2 separate regions of the Mus musculus genome follow, and region 2 is linked to region 1. The links are chromatin contacts, called in public Hi-C maps. All regions are on one chromosome and are shown on one strand. Each heading gives the region's core, a stretch centred on a gene start, on an enhancer-like site or on the middle of the called end of the contact. The rest is flanking DNA. Distances are from core to core; before and after follow the strand shown. Region 1 overlaps Gtf2i (general transcription factor II I). Region 2 has its middle 29 kb from the start of Gtf2ird1.

Region 1 (6,947 bases), core at 1,782-4,281:
GAACCAAAAACTATGCCTGAAGAGAGTGTGTGTTAGGATTCATAGGTACTACCCAGGGCCCTGCAGCCTCTTCCTTAGAGAAGAAGCTTGGCTCGGCCACAGTAACGCCACCTGCTCTTTCTGTGGGTGCACACAGGGGAGAGGCAGAAGTTTGTGGCTTGCCTGTGAATTGGATCACGAAGTGTGGCTGCTCTCCCTGGAGAGGATGTCACTGGGTCTGGGTGCCATCTGGGTTTAGTTGGGGTGTGATGCTGAGCTAATTTTACAGAAATGACACGCCACGGGAAGTTGAGCACATATCTTAAAGAAAGCTATGAAACTATAAATGACGTGGGCCGGGACGCATAGAGCACTGGCCATGGTGGGTCTTCTACATTCACCTCCCTGTGTTTTCCTCGTGCAGGAATCATGGCCCAAGTAGTGATGTCTGCCTTGCCTGCCGAAGATGAAGAGTCTTCAGAGAGCAGGATGGTGGTGACCTTCCTCATGTCTGCCCTGGAGTCCATGGTGAGATTCTGTGGCTCTGCCAGTGGTTTCTGTGAAACAGTAACTAAACGGATTAATTATTACTCCTTTCTTAGATGCTGGGATTGAGCCATCGCTGTGTCTCGTGTGGTAGGCCAGCGCTCTACCACTGTCTCCCTGGGGCCTATTATTATTTTGAGGCCATCTGACCTGCACTGTCTGATCCTTTTTGTCTCGGTCTCCAAAATGTTAGGATTACAGCAGGCAAGCACTCTTGTAACTGAGCTGCATCCTCGCAGTCCCAAGGTTTCAGCTTTGGAGTCAATACTTTCCAACCAGGTTTCATAGAACGTCTCTGTGCTGGGACTCAGGCCAGGCGTGGTCCAGCATTGTGCTCTGCACCCTGCACATCCCCAGCCCTCAGGTTCTTCAGGAGGTTTAATTCCATCAGAAAGCTTTCGTAAAGTCAGTCAGAGGTAGGAGGGTCTTTTTAGTATTCTAGCACACTTTGGGCTATATAATGAGACCCTGTCTTAATATACCAAAAAAAAAAAAAAAAAACTCCAAAGAAGCCAAACACTTAGGCATGGAATTGCCTTATGAGTGGGCTTCAGATCTGCTCTCAGGTGGTGGCACTAGTTCCTCGGGCTCCTAGACCACCTAGCAGTGCCTCACTACGACTACAGTTTCAGACTTCCCCGATACAGCACCCCTCCCCTGCCAGCTCTTCCTGGCAGCAGAGGCGGCTGACCCTTGGGACGCTGCCCTCCCTAAGGCCTCACAAAGTGCACGTCTGCAAATCTGAGTTTGTATCTTGAGGAATCTTACCTTGTGTGTATGTTCTTGCTTTCATTCTTTTTTTTTGTTTTTTGGTTTTTTTTTTTTGTTTGTTTGTTTTGTTTTTTTGAGACAGGGTTTCTCTGTATAGCCCCGGCTGTCCTGGAACTCACTTTGTAGACCAGGCTGGCCTTGAACTCAGAAATCCTCCTGCCTCTGCCTCCTGAGTGCTGGGATTAAAGGCGTGCACCACTACCGCCCAGCACTTTCATTCTTCCTGTACGTTGTTTTTGTTGTTTTGATTTTGTTTGACCCCCCAGCCCCTTTAGAACTAGGTACAGCATCTACTTTCACTTAATTTAAAGATGTAAATGACCAAAAAAAAAATCTGTCATCACTGGTACAGAAACACGCCTTTAATCCCAGCACTCGGGAGGCAGAGGCAGAGAGGCAGAGAGAGAGGCAGAGAGGCAGAGGCAGGCGGATTTCTGAGTTCGAGGCCAGCCTGTTCTACAAAGTGAGTTCCAGGACAGCCAGGGCTACACAGAGAAACCCTGTCTCAAAAAACAAACAAACAAAAAAACCCAAAAAGATGTGAATGACACTTGCGTCCTGATTATATATTAAGACGCTTTTTTTTTTTTTTGGTTTTTCGAGACAGGGTTTCTCTGTGTAGCCCTGGCTGTCCTGGAACTCACTCTGTAGACCAGGCTGGCCTCAAACTCAGAAGTCCGCCTGCCTCTGCCTCCCGAGGGCTGGGATTAAAGGCGTGCGCCACCACGCCCGGCATTAAGACACTTTTTAAGTGTTAGGTTTTTAGATTTATCTAGAAAGAATCAGTGCTTTTAAATCGCTATACATAGTGTAATGTTGTCTGGTTTTGTTTCAGTGTAAAGAGCTGGCCAAGTCCAAGGCTGAGGTGGCCTGCATTGCTGTGTATGAGACCGACGTGTTTGTTGTTGGAACCGAAAGAGGGCGTGCTTTTGTCAATACCAGAAAAGATTTCCAAAAAGACTTTGTGAAGTATTGTAAGTGCAGTGTTTTTATTGTTATTTATTTTATTTTATTTTATTTTATTTTTGTAGTTTGCAAATTTTAAATACAATTATTTTTAGATACGGCATCTCAAGCTTCCTAAGAATGAATTACACCTGAAAAAGACAGAGGATGTGACGTGTGTATTTGTGGGAGTGGGGAAGTGGGTCAAGACAAGTCACTGACTTGGTCATGTAGGAGGAGGTGTGAGCTGGGTGCTGGTGGGGGCTGTCTGTGAGGACACAAGGAACTGAACAACTTTGTAAGACAAAAGACCAAGTTGCAGGGACTCAGGCTGTGAGAACCACGAGGCTCCAGGCTTGTTAAAGGAACACTGGCTTGGGGTTTTTATAGGGCAATTTGGTCTCCCCTTGCCCCTACTGGTCCTGGTTAGACACCAGCCTCCGAACCTTCCTGCTGTTTCTCTTGGAGGTTTTCTGGGAACAAGAAGCCAGCATCTCAGGGCCTGCTCACCTGTGGTCCTTTAGCCTTTCTTTATTTCTCCCTCCCTGCTGTTAGGGGCAGGTGATGACCTCTAGCTGCTTCATGGTGTATTCTCTGTGTACAGGTCCAAGAGAAAGAGCACTCTCATGACATGGCTCCCGGGGCTGGTTCAGGGTGCTATGGCAACATTGTGGTAGGCACCACAAAGATGGCGGTTTCAAGGGCTCCATCTTCAGGACCAGCTATAGAAATGTAGTGGAGAAGAGAATGCTCGAGGCTACTACAATAGCCCAGCTGGGTGATTGTTCCCAGGAAAGTCCCGTATGCCATGAGCAGTCAGTCTGAGTGATGAGTCCCGGGCCTGGTTTCCTGCACTCCGGTAACTGTTGGAGTGGCTAGCGCCGCAGGGTATAGACAGCCTCTCCAGCAGGAGAGGGAAGACAGTTCTCCGTTTGCAAACAGAAGCAGGCCTCTGTCTTTGGCCTGCAGGTAGGCACTGCGATGTTGAATTGGGCTGTGGTCATGATGTCCTGTTATCTGAGTAGCATTTTTCTTATCAAGAAGAAAATCACTAGAGAGGAATAGTTGCCTAAATAATAGCTCACATGGACTAAAGCCTAATGCCCAGGGAGTGGGACCCTTAAACTGTTAAAGAAACGCGCCAGCCATCCTCCAAGCCTCTGCTTTCCTTCGTGGGCCAGAGCTACCACTTCATGGTTTTACTTCAAAGGCCACCACCTAAGGATCTGGTCCTCAGGGCTCCTATGGGCTCAAGAAATGTCTGTCTCAAAGGCCGTACTTGATCATGGCTTGGCATGAAATCATGGGACAGCCAGGGGTGGTGGCGCACGCCTTTAATCCCAGCACTTGGGAGGCAGAGGCAGGCGGATTTCTGAGTTCGAGGCCAGCCTGGTCTACAAAGTGAGCTCCAGGACAGCCAGGGCTATATAGAGAAACCCTGTCTCGAAAAAAATAAATAAATAAAATAAATAAAATAAAATAATAAAAAAAAAGAAATCATGGGACATTTTCCTCTGTATTGACCCTCTTCTTTGTAAGCTAGACACTGGTTAGAGTCACCTGGTGGGGTCTCTGTGGCCTCTCTGAACAAGAGGACAGTATATACATATTTGCTCATTCATTCACTCATTGTTATTTTGAGACAGGGTTTTTCCTGTTGTAGCCTTGTTTGTCCTGGAACTCACTCTGTAGACCAGGCTGGCCTTGAACTCACAGAGATTTACCTGCCCTTGCCTTCTGAGTCGAAGGCGTGAGCCATGCCCCCAACCCCAGCTGTGACTCCCCACAGTTATCGGACATTTTGAGAGATGCCCTAGTCCTGGGGACCTCCTTAGCCGTGGAAGGCAAGAGGGAAATGTTCTCTCTTTTGATCTCTCTGACAGAATTAGCATAGCCTCTGACGCCTAGAAGGTCACTTACGCCCATCTGGTTCTTGTAACCACTGTGCCATAGTTAGATAAAGCTTGGACAAAAGGAAGCAGATAAGCTTTGCTCCTGTGAGCCAGTCCTTGTAATAGTTACTGAGAGTAGACCAATAATTCCTTGATTTAAGCAGAAGTTATCAGTGTTTTGAACTTTGACCTTTTGCATACCTGATAGAACTTGCATACCTGGAGCCATCTTGTGAGACAAATCACGCTTACAAATATACGGTCAGCAAGCCCAGCGAGGATGCTCTTTTATGGGTCCGATACAGCTGATGGGTTTGGAAGATGTTCTGTGGTGCTGCCTTAATAAAGAACCGTGGAAGCCCAGCTACATAGCCGATGAGTCAGTAATACCTGTGTGCCTGCGGTTAAACTGTGGTGCCCGCTCGGCATGTTCCCAGGGAAAGCTCAGAGAACACCAAGGCCCTCTTTATTTGGAACTTAGAGTGGTGTAGCCATCTTTATGTTTTGAATGTGTGTAAGTAACAGATACACTAAAGGCATTGCTCCTCAGGAAAACTGAACCTAGTGGGTTGTGCCAAATAGGAGATTTGCCATGGAGTCCAGTGCCAGCCGGCTGGACCCACGGCTGACTGTGCTCCTTATACCTGGGATAGGTTTTCCCAGGGGAGTCTCATCAGCTGCTGCGTCTTGAACTGGGAACAGGGATTGATAAGCTTTCCTCTCAGAATCTTTAACTTTTATAAGGTTAGGGTTAGGGTTAGAACACCAGAGAGAAGGTAGAAGGGTTTTTTGTTTGATTTGTGAGGTCTCTCTGTGTATCCCTGGCTGGCCTGGAACTGACCCTGTAGACCAGGGTAGCCCAATCTCCCCAGGGTTAGAGGCACGAGCTACCATGCCCAGGCATTAGAGAGCTATGTGTTATGTGCTACAGTGTTGTATCAGTAAATACATCAGCCCTGTGGATAAGGTCAGGGGATGCATGCGAATGGTGCTGTGCCAAGGCCAGGGCAGCAGCAGCCACTGCGTCTACGCTAAATCACACTCAGACAAAGCAAAACCATAAAACCTGTCTGTAAGATCCAAGCGTGAGGGGCCCGAGGGTCAGCAGTGCTCGCAGATAGCCTTGTTTAGTTAATTCATTTAATTCCCTACTGTTCCTTCTTACCTCTTTAGCCAGTCTCATTGTGCAGGCTTTGAACTCTGTTCCTGCCATCTTGGCCTCCAGAGCATTTTTAGTCCTTCTGGGGTTGGGGCTGGCAGTGTCTCAGTGCTAGGGCACCTGGGTAGTATGCATGGAATTCTGCGTCCAATCCCTAGGACAGAAAGGATGCCGCAATCCACCCGTGTCCATACTTACAATCTTGGTATCTTGATTTTTTTTTTTCTGGTAAAATTTAAACCCTGGTTATATGTTAGTTCATTTATTTATGCAGACAGGGTCTCATGTGACCTCAGACTTGCTTTGCAGCAAAGGAGGACCCTGAGTTCTCAGTCCCCCGGAGGTTGAACCCCGAGCTCCGTGCATGATTGGCAAGCACAGCTGAGCTTCATGCCTAGCCCTGGTGTCTTGAGCTACAGTCTCCTGTGGCACCCCTGGATGACCGCCAAACCGCCTTTTTTTTTTTTTAAGATTTATTTTTATTTTATGTATGTGAGTTTTTGTGTCTCCCCATGTGTCTATGGACCACATGTGTGCACTGCCCACAGAGGTCAGAAGAGGGCAGTGAATTCTTTGGAATGGGAATTCCGAGAGTCTTGGGCTTCCCGTGGGTGCTGGCAGCGCTCTTAGCTGTTGCACAGTCTCTCCAGCCCCTGACCTCCAATCCCTGATCTTCCCGGCTCTCCCTCCCCAGTGCTGGGACTGCAGGTGTAAGTGTCTCTCCTCGCTAAGTGTTTATTGTTAAAAAGTTCCCTTATTCCTTTTCCCCTTGAGATTTTGTAACAAATTTGTTAGATTTATAGTGTCTGGGCGGGGTGGGTCATGCCTGTATATAAGGCAAAGGACTCCTGAGAGTTCAAGACCAGAGGTGGCTAGATTGGAGTTTGAGGGAAGCTGGGCGATTAGCGTGGCAGAAGGGGAGGAAGGCTGGAGGAGAAACATAGAAAAGTATCCTTACTAAAGGCCAAGCAGTAAATGGTGCTGGTTGGCTCGTTTGTGCCATCTTGGTACTGACCAGCCAGCTCTCTAGGAAGAAGGACCCTCCACTGCATAATTGCCCCCAGCAGATGGCCTGTGGCCATGTCTGTGGGGCATTTTCTTGATGGATGCTTAATATGGGAGGGCTCAGCCCACTGTGGGTAAGCCCTGCTCCTCCATGGTCTCTGCTGTGGCCTGCCTTGGGGATGGGCTGTCGGTCACCAGAGCCAGTACATTCTCTCCTGCCATAAAGGTGTTTATTGTAGCAACAGAGAAGCACGGTGGGTGGCGGATCTTAGCCTTGGTCTCACTAACTGTTTTACAGGTGTTGAAGAAGAAGAAAAGGCCGCCGAGATGCATAAGATGAAATCTACCACCCAGGCCAATCGGATGAGTGTGGATGCTGTAGAAATTGAAACACTCAGAAAAACGGTGGAGGACTATTTCTGTTTTTGCTATGGTAAAAACACAGCACTTTAAAATTGGAGAAAAATACCTTATAAACTGGCATTTTCTTCTCTACAAAATTGTGTTTGTATGAATACACGTATGTATTTGTAGACTCGAGAGCTTTTGTGTGAAGGTCAGGAGAACTTTGTGGAGTTGGGTCACCTTCCTGCTTGTGTGGGTTCTGGGAATTGAACTGGTTGTTCTGTGAACAGAGTCTCTCCCACTGG
Region 2 (6,664 bases), core at 1,704-4,203, 190 kb before region 1:
ACATTTTTTTTTTTTTCTACACAGAGATAGGGTTTCTCTGTGTAGCCCTGGCTGTCCTGGAACTCACTCTGTAGACCAGGCTGGCCTCGAACTTAGAAATCCTCCTGCCTCTGCCTCCTGAGTGCATACGCCACCACTGTCTGGCCTGTGTCATACATATCTATTACTGGCAATGACCAAAAGCAACTTGGGGAGGAAAGGGCTTCATCTTCTCAGTTGAGGTCCTGTCCTGGTTTACTCCTCTGCTGTGACAGAATACCATGACCAAGGCAACTTACAGAATAATGCACTTAATAAGGCTTACAGTTTCCAAGCACGATCCGTGACCATCATGGTGAGGGGCACGGCTGCAGGCAGGCAGGCATGGTGCTGGAGTAGTAGCTGAGAGTTTGCATCTGATCTACAGACACAAGGCAGAAAGCAAGAGCTAACTGGGAAGGGCTTAGGCTTTTGAAACTTCAAAGCCCAATGACACCTCCTCCAACAGGCTATATACCTCCTAATTGTTCCCAAACAGTTCCACCAACTGGGGACCAAAGATTCAAACATGACCCTACAGGGGCCATTTACATTAGAACCCACCACATTCTGCTCCCTGGCCCCTGTAAGCTTGTAGCCATATCATAATTCAAAATGAATTCATTCCAACACTGTTCACAGGGCTCTCTTGAGACTTCAAGGCAATCTCTTAATTGTAACCTGCTGTAAAACGTAATTATATATGTCCTATAAGCGACGGTGCAGAGAAATTGCTAAACTAGACCTCTCCGTGGGTGGAAAGATTTATTGCGGAGCAAACTGCCAAAGCTGTCTCTGGGAGGGGTCGGGAGGCAGAGTGAGAAGCGAGAGTGGGAGAGTGAGCAGAATGAGACGCAGCAGGGTGGGGGTCTGAGCCGACACAGGCTGCTGGGAGTCACCAGGAACTAGGTGCCCTTTCCGAGGTAGTTGACCTTGGTGGAAGGCTATGGGAGGTTCCTGAAGGACTAAGGGTAGTTCCTGGTACCCAGAAACCTGCCCTTATGTTTGCCTTCTAGATAACAATCCCAATGCATTAGAGTGATCATTAATAACCACAAGAAAGAGTCGCCATTAGGCTGTCTTAAAATGTCCTCTGACAACAAAATCCCGAACTCTTCAATTTAAGCTAAGCATGGTGGCACACATCTTGAATCCATTATTCAGGAGATAAAGGCAGGAAGATCTCTTGAGTCCGAGGCCAGCCTGGTTTACAGAGTGAGTTCCAGGCCAACCAGGGCTACACAGAGAAACTCTGTCTTCCAAAACCAAAAACGAAACTCTTCAGTTTGGTCTCAGGCAGATTCTTAGGAAAAAGCAGCCACAGTCTTGGCTAAAATGATGCCTTAGGGGGCTGGCGAGATGGCTCAGCGGGTAAGAGCACTGACTGCTCTTCCGAAGATCCTGAGTTCAAATCCCAGCAACCACCCATCATGAGATCTGACACCCTCTTCTGGTGCGTCTGAAGACAGCTACAGTGTACTTATGTATAATAATAAATAAATCTCTGGGTCAGAGCGAGCAGGGACTGAGCGAGCATGACTGACCAGAGTGAGCAGAGGTCCTGAAATTCAATTCCCAACAACCACATGAAGGCTTACAACCATCTGTATAGCTATGGTGTACTCATATACATAAAATAAATACATAAATAAATCTAAGGGGCTGGAGAGATGGCTCAGTGGTTAAGAGCACTGACTGGCCTTCTAAAGGTCCCAAGTTCAAATCCCAGCAACCACATGGTGGCTCACAACCATCCATAATGAGATCTGGCTCCCTCTTCTGGGGTGTCTGAAGACAGCTGCAGTGTACTTACATATAATAAATAAATAAATCTTTAAAAAAATTTTAAAATCTAAAAAAACCCCTTACTCCGGTTGCTAATATTGTTCCCCTGTGAAACCTCTGAAGTTGGGCATAGGCTACAGCTCTCAGATAACTGTTCTGCTTCTAGGATGCTTTATTAAATCTGGCTTACAGCACTCAGTGTTTTTCTTAGTCCAGGGACCACGCTGTGCTGAGACCCCAGAGGCAGCCTGGAGTGTTCTGTATATTGGTCCTTCATTCGCACACTGAGTGTCAGATGACAAGAAGGTGTGGGGGCCACTGCTTCGTCACTTTAAGGGCTCCAGGTGAGGGGGTTACACTCTTTCTTTGGTGTGTCTAATATTTTCAATCACCCATATGCCCCTAGAGTCTCAATTTGTCCTGAAGGGTGGCACCCTTATTAAATTTTATTTGTTTATTTATTTTTGCTTATTGAGGCAGGGTCTCATTGTGTGTCCCTTGATTGTCCTGGATGTCACTCTTTTTTTTTCTGTTTTGTTTTGTTTTGTTTTTTGGTTTCTCGAGACATGGTTTCTCTGTGTAGCCCTGTCTGTCCTGGAACTCATTCTGTAGACCAGGCTACCCTCGAACTCGGAAATTCGCCTGCCTCTGCCCCCTGAGTGCTGGGATTAAAGGCATGTGCCACTGCACCCAGCTTTCTACGCCCAGGAATAAGTCACATACTAGTCTGTGCTACGTGAATGATGGTGTCTGCAGATCCGTTTGGGCGGGAGCCGTCATCCTCCACCCCAAAATAGAGACTCCTGGGGGCAAGACACAACCTGAAAAAAAGGCAGTTTTAGTCAATATAGAGTAACTTACAGCAGGCCACAGCCTGGTCTTAGCACCAGCTTACACAGTAAATTTAAAGACGGCCTGGGGGGCGTGAAGGAGGGGGAGGAAGAGAGGGAGGATAGGTAGAGTGGGAGGAGACAGGGAAGAGGTCGGGGAGAGAGAGGAAGGGAGAAAAAAAAGAGGAGATTGGAGAAGAGAAGAAAGAAAAAACAGGGCAGAAAGAGAAAGGTGAGTTGGGGCAGTGAAGAGGACACAGTGGGAGATGACATACATATAAGGTATGCATGTATATTTATAGTCCCTCCTGTAATGCACAGAACTCACCACAAGGTGTCGCCCTCAGCTGCTGCACCTTCCGGTCATCTCTATGGCACTTAAAAGGCATAGAACCTGACTGGCAAGCCTGCACAGGAAAGGCACAAAGTATCTCCCTCCCGGCCCTATAGTTCCCTGGTGGGGTGGTCCCAAGAAGCCACCAGGCTTGGTTCAGACTCCTATGTGGCTATCCATCTGTCCACCTATCCATCTTAGCAACAGAAGCCAGCTAGAAAGGGGACATTCAATTCATTTCCAGGAACCCTTTAGGTAGGATTTCATGTCCCTGGACTCGGATCCCCCTTCCTATACCCAGATCCTTGTCTGCCGTTGAGTGACTCAACATGCCTTTGCTGGGGTCCTTGCTGAATTGAGAACGCATAGTTCTGGCTCTTGTCTGGAACCTTTCTCTCAAGTGACAACAGAGGGAAGAACTAGCTGTCCCCTATGCTGCCCTCAGAGTCACCCTCAAAGCCCCTTCCGTGGCTCAGCAGCTGCCTTTCCCCCTGCCCTACTGGACCACTTCACACTGGATTTCCCAGACTGTTTCGCAAATCGGGCGCATCTCCCTTTTGCCCTCACTCAGTCCACATGCCTGCTCTATGCTGCATCCACCACCTTCTGTTCTTCACCCCCCTAACCCCCGTCAAAGCTCCAGTTGCCAACTAGACACACCTGGGAAGAGGGGACCTCAGTTGAGGAATTGCCTCCTAGACTGGCAGGTCTAGGGGGCGTGTTCTTAGTTGATGATTGATGGGCAAGGGTCCAGCCCACTGTGGGAGGTACCATTCCTAGGCAGGTAGCCGAGCAAGGCAAGGACCAGTAAGCAGCATCCCTCCATGGCCCCTGCTTTGATTCCTGCCCTGAATCAAATATGGATGGATGGGTGGACAGGTGGATAGACTGTAACTTGTAAGTCAAATAAACCCTTTCCTCCCCAATTTGATTTTGGTCAGTGTTTTGTTGCAACAGAAAGCAAATTAGGACACCCCTTTAACCTATGCTAACCTTTAGGACACCCCTTTAATCTATGCTAACCTTTCTGAACCACTGTCCACTCTGGCCTGGTCCTGAGTTTCTAGCTCAAACCTTATCCTCCAGAGAAGCCTTTTCATGTAAGCACATGCCTCACTCACTCACTATGTTGTACACATACAACTACATAGGCACATATGGACGTCCACTGATATATGAGCACATACACTCATAATTATCCACACACACATACACATACCAGAATATTCACATGTATACACATACAGTCATCCACACAATACTACACACATATGTGTATAAGCATCCATGTGTGCACATGTGTATCTATACATACACTTACTTTATATACACATGCATTGCAGTTGCTATTTTTGATTGTCAACTTGACTACATCTGGAATTAACTAAAACCCCACAATGTAGGGCACACTTGTAAGGGATTTTTGCTTAATTGGAAATTGAAAAAGACACACCTTTAATTTGGATCGTGAAGCAGGCAGACACACCTTTAATCCAGATCATCACTTGAGTTGGGGGAAAAATATCCTTTAATCTGGGCCACACCTTCTGCTCAAAGCCTATCTAAGGACCCAGAAGGAGGAGGAAAAGGAAGCTTTTGCTTTCTCTGTTTGCTCTTGCCTTGTTAGCTCTCCCATTCCTTCACTGGCATTAGAGATTGCTTCTTCAGGATTGCAGTGTACAGCAAAGACCAGCTGAGACTTCCAGCTTCATGGACTGAGAAACTACTGGATTCTTGAACTTTCCTTTCATATCTAGCAGTGTTAACGTAGCTGGAGCAGAGAACACTGACTAATACATGCATACACATATATTAACATATATTGTTTATGTACACATAAAAAAAACAAAACAAAACAAAAAAAGCCGGGCAGTGGTGGCGTACTCCTTTAATCCCAGCACTCCAGAGGCAGAGGCAGAGGCAGAGGCAGGCAGATTTCTGACTTTGAGGCCAACCTGGTCTACAGAGTGAGTTCCAGGACAGCTAGGGCTACACAGAGAACCCTGTCTCAAAAACAAAACAAAACAAAACAAAAAAAACATGTACACATATCTACACTTGCACACCCATTGCATATACATGTAAACATAAATATACACATTAATAGCACATATCCACACAGCTCACACAGAAAAATATGCCTATACAATATACATACATACATGGATACTCATAGACACACCTGTACTATACACACACACACACACACATATATGTGTGTGTGCATATATACTCAAGCACACATACCACATATATACAAGCCAAACATGCATATATGTATATATGCATATACACACAAACACCTTGTATGCACATAAACACATGCTCTTGCACAAGCACAAGTGGACAGTCATATCTACAGGTATATTCACAGCCATAGTCATACAGTGCTACATGTTGTACAGGCACACATGTGCATATATATATATATATATATATATATATATATACACCCACATACATTGCCTGTGCACTCATACACATCCATACACAGGGGCACCCAAGCATACACACATATATGTACACATGTACACACTCAGAAAATTTCTGCAGTGTTCTTCTTGCCCACTTGGCAAAGCCTCTGTGTCTCAGATTTTTTCCTGTGCAACACCAAGTTCATGTCCACAGGCAATGCCCTGACCACTGCCTGCAGGGCTGCCATGTCCCAGGCCAGGACCGCCTGCACATGGTTTGTTTACTGAAGAGGTATCAGATCTCTCATCTGTCTGCCTGTCTATCTATCTATCTATCTATCTATCTATCTATCTATCTATCTATCTATCTATCTATCTATCAATATATATACATAGATAGATAGGTAGATAGATAGATCTATATATCTATATATCTATCATCTATTTATCTCTCTGTGTATCTGTCTCTCTCTTTCACTGTGTCTGTCTGTATCTGTTGTCTCTGTGTGTCTGTGTCTGGCTCTCTGTTGTCTGTCTCTTTCTCTCTGTATCTGTGTATCTATCTGTCCCTTTCTCTCTGTGTGTCTGTCTCTCTCTCTTTCTGTCTGTCTGTGTGTTTGTGTGTCTAGCACTCTCTCTCTCTCTCTCTCTCTTGCTGTTTCATTGTTTGTTTTGAGACAGGGTCTCACTCATCCAAACCGGCCTCAACTCCGAGAATAACCTGAAATTTTTGATCCTTCTGCCTCTACCTCCCAAGTGCTGAGATGACAGGTGTATACCATCACACCTGGCTTCTCTGGCCATTTTTTTTTCTAGAATCTTCTAGCTCTGGGCTGGATGCTTTCTTCTTCTGAGACAGGTTTTTCTCAGTCCTCCTACCTTTTAAGCTTCTATCATGTTTAGAAAACAAACATGGCAGTCTCTCTCCCTGGGCTGGCTCCCCTAAAAGACTTCATCTCCTGGGTGGCCTCCTGCATCCAATTAGACCTCGCCTGAATCTTTAACGTTGATAGTTTAAAAAAAAATCTTTTAATCCAGGCTCCAGGCTTTGATCTCGTATCTTCTGGAATCATCTTTATCTGTCACTTAATTTTATCATTATTTTAAATCTCCCCACTTCTATCCGGCAAGAGGACCTTTCAAGTCCCTCTTCCTGGCTTCTAATTTTAACTCCCCGTGCGCTGATTGAGACTCAGACGTCACCCCAATCCTTTGCGGTTTCCACGTTTTCATCTTGCTGGCATTATTCTTGGTCCTTTCATCTGCTCTCCCTTTCTCTGTGT

What was found. Hi-C and Micro-C count contacts between places; a contact is called where the count stands out from the background.
Region 2: a Hi-C map of induced pluripotent stem cells shows a contact between it and region 1, with 2.3 times the contacts expected there. The contact joins two enhancer-like sites. A contact is called at or near these places in 5 of 484 Hi-C or Micro-C datasets (B cells, embryonic stem cells, induced pluripotent stem cells and 2 more), 3 of 115 datasets of contacts at active chromatin or transcription factors (embryonic stem cells, memory CD8 T cells and regulatory T cell precursor) and 3 of 9 other capture datasets (adipose tissue, liver and pancreatic islet).

The regions. Positions count from the first base shown.
Region 1 is chr5:134,289,070-134,296,016 of GRCm38.p6, reverse strand. It overlaps Gtf2i (general transcription factor II I), which reads left to right. Exons shown (of 34, transcript NM_010365.4): 2 at 404-507; 3 at 2,132-2,270; 4 at 6,596-6,730. The coding sequence starts at 409. Among named protein-coding and RNA genes, the nearest start is that of Gtf2i, 22 kb to the left of the region's middle. Within about 2 kb of position 3,031, at least 5 of the 459 cell types and tissues checked have an H3K27ac peak or open chromatin away from gene starts, as enhancers often do. A contact at or near this core is called in induced pluripotent stem cells, where this site is marked.
Region 2 is chr5:134,482,435-134,489,098 of GRCm38.p6, reverse strand. No RefSeq gene overlaps it. Among named protein-coding and RNA genes, the nearest start is that of Gtf2ird1, 29 kb to the right of the region's middle. Within about 2 kb of position 2,953, at least 16 of the 459 cell types and tissues checked have an H3K27ac peak or open chromatin away from gene starts, as enhancers often do. A contact at or near this core is called in induced pluripotent stem cells, where this site is marked.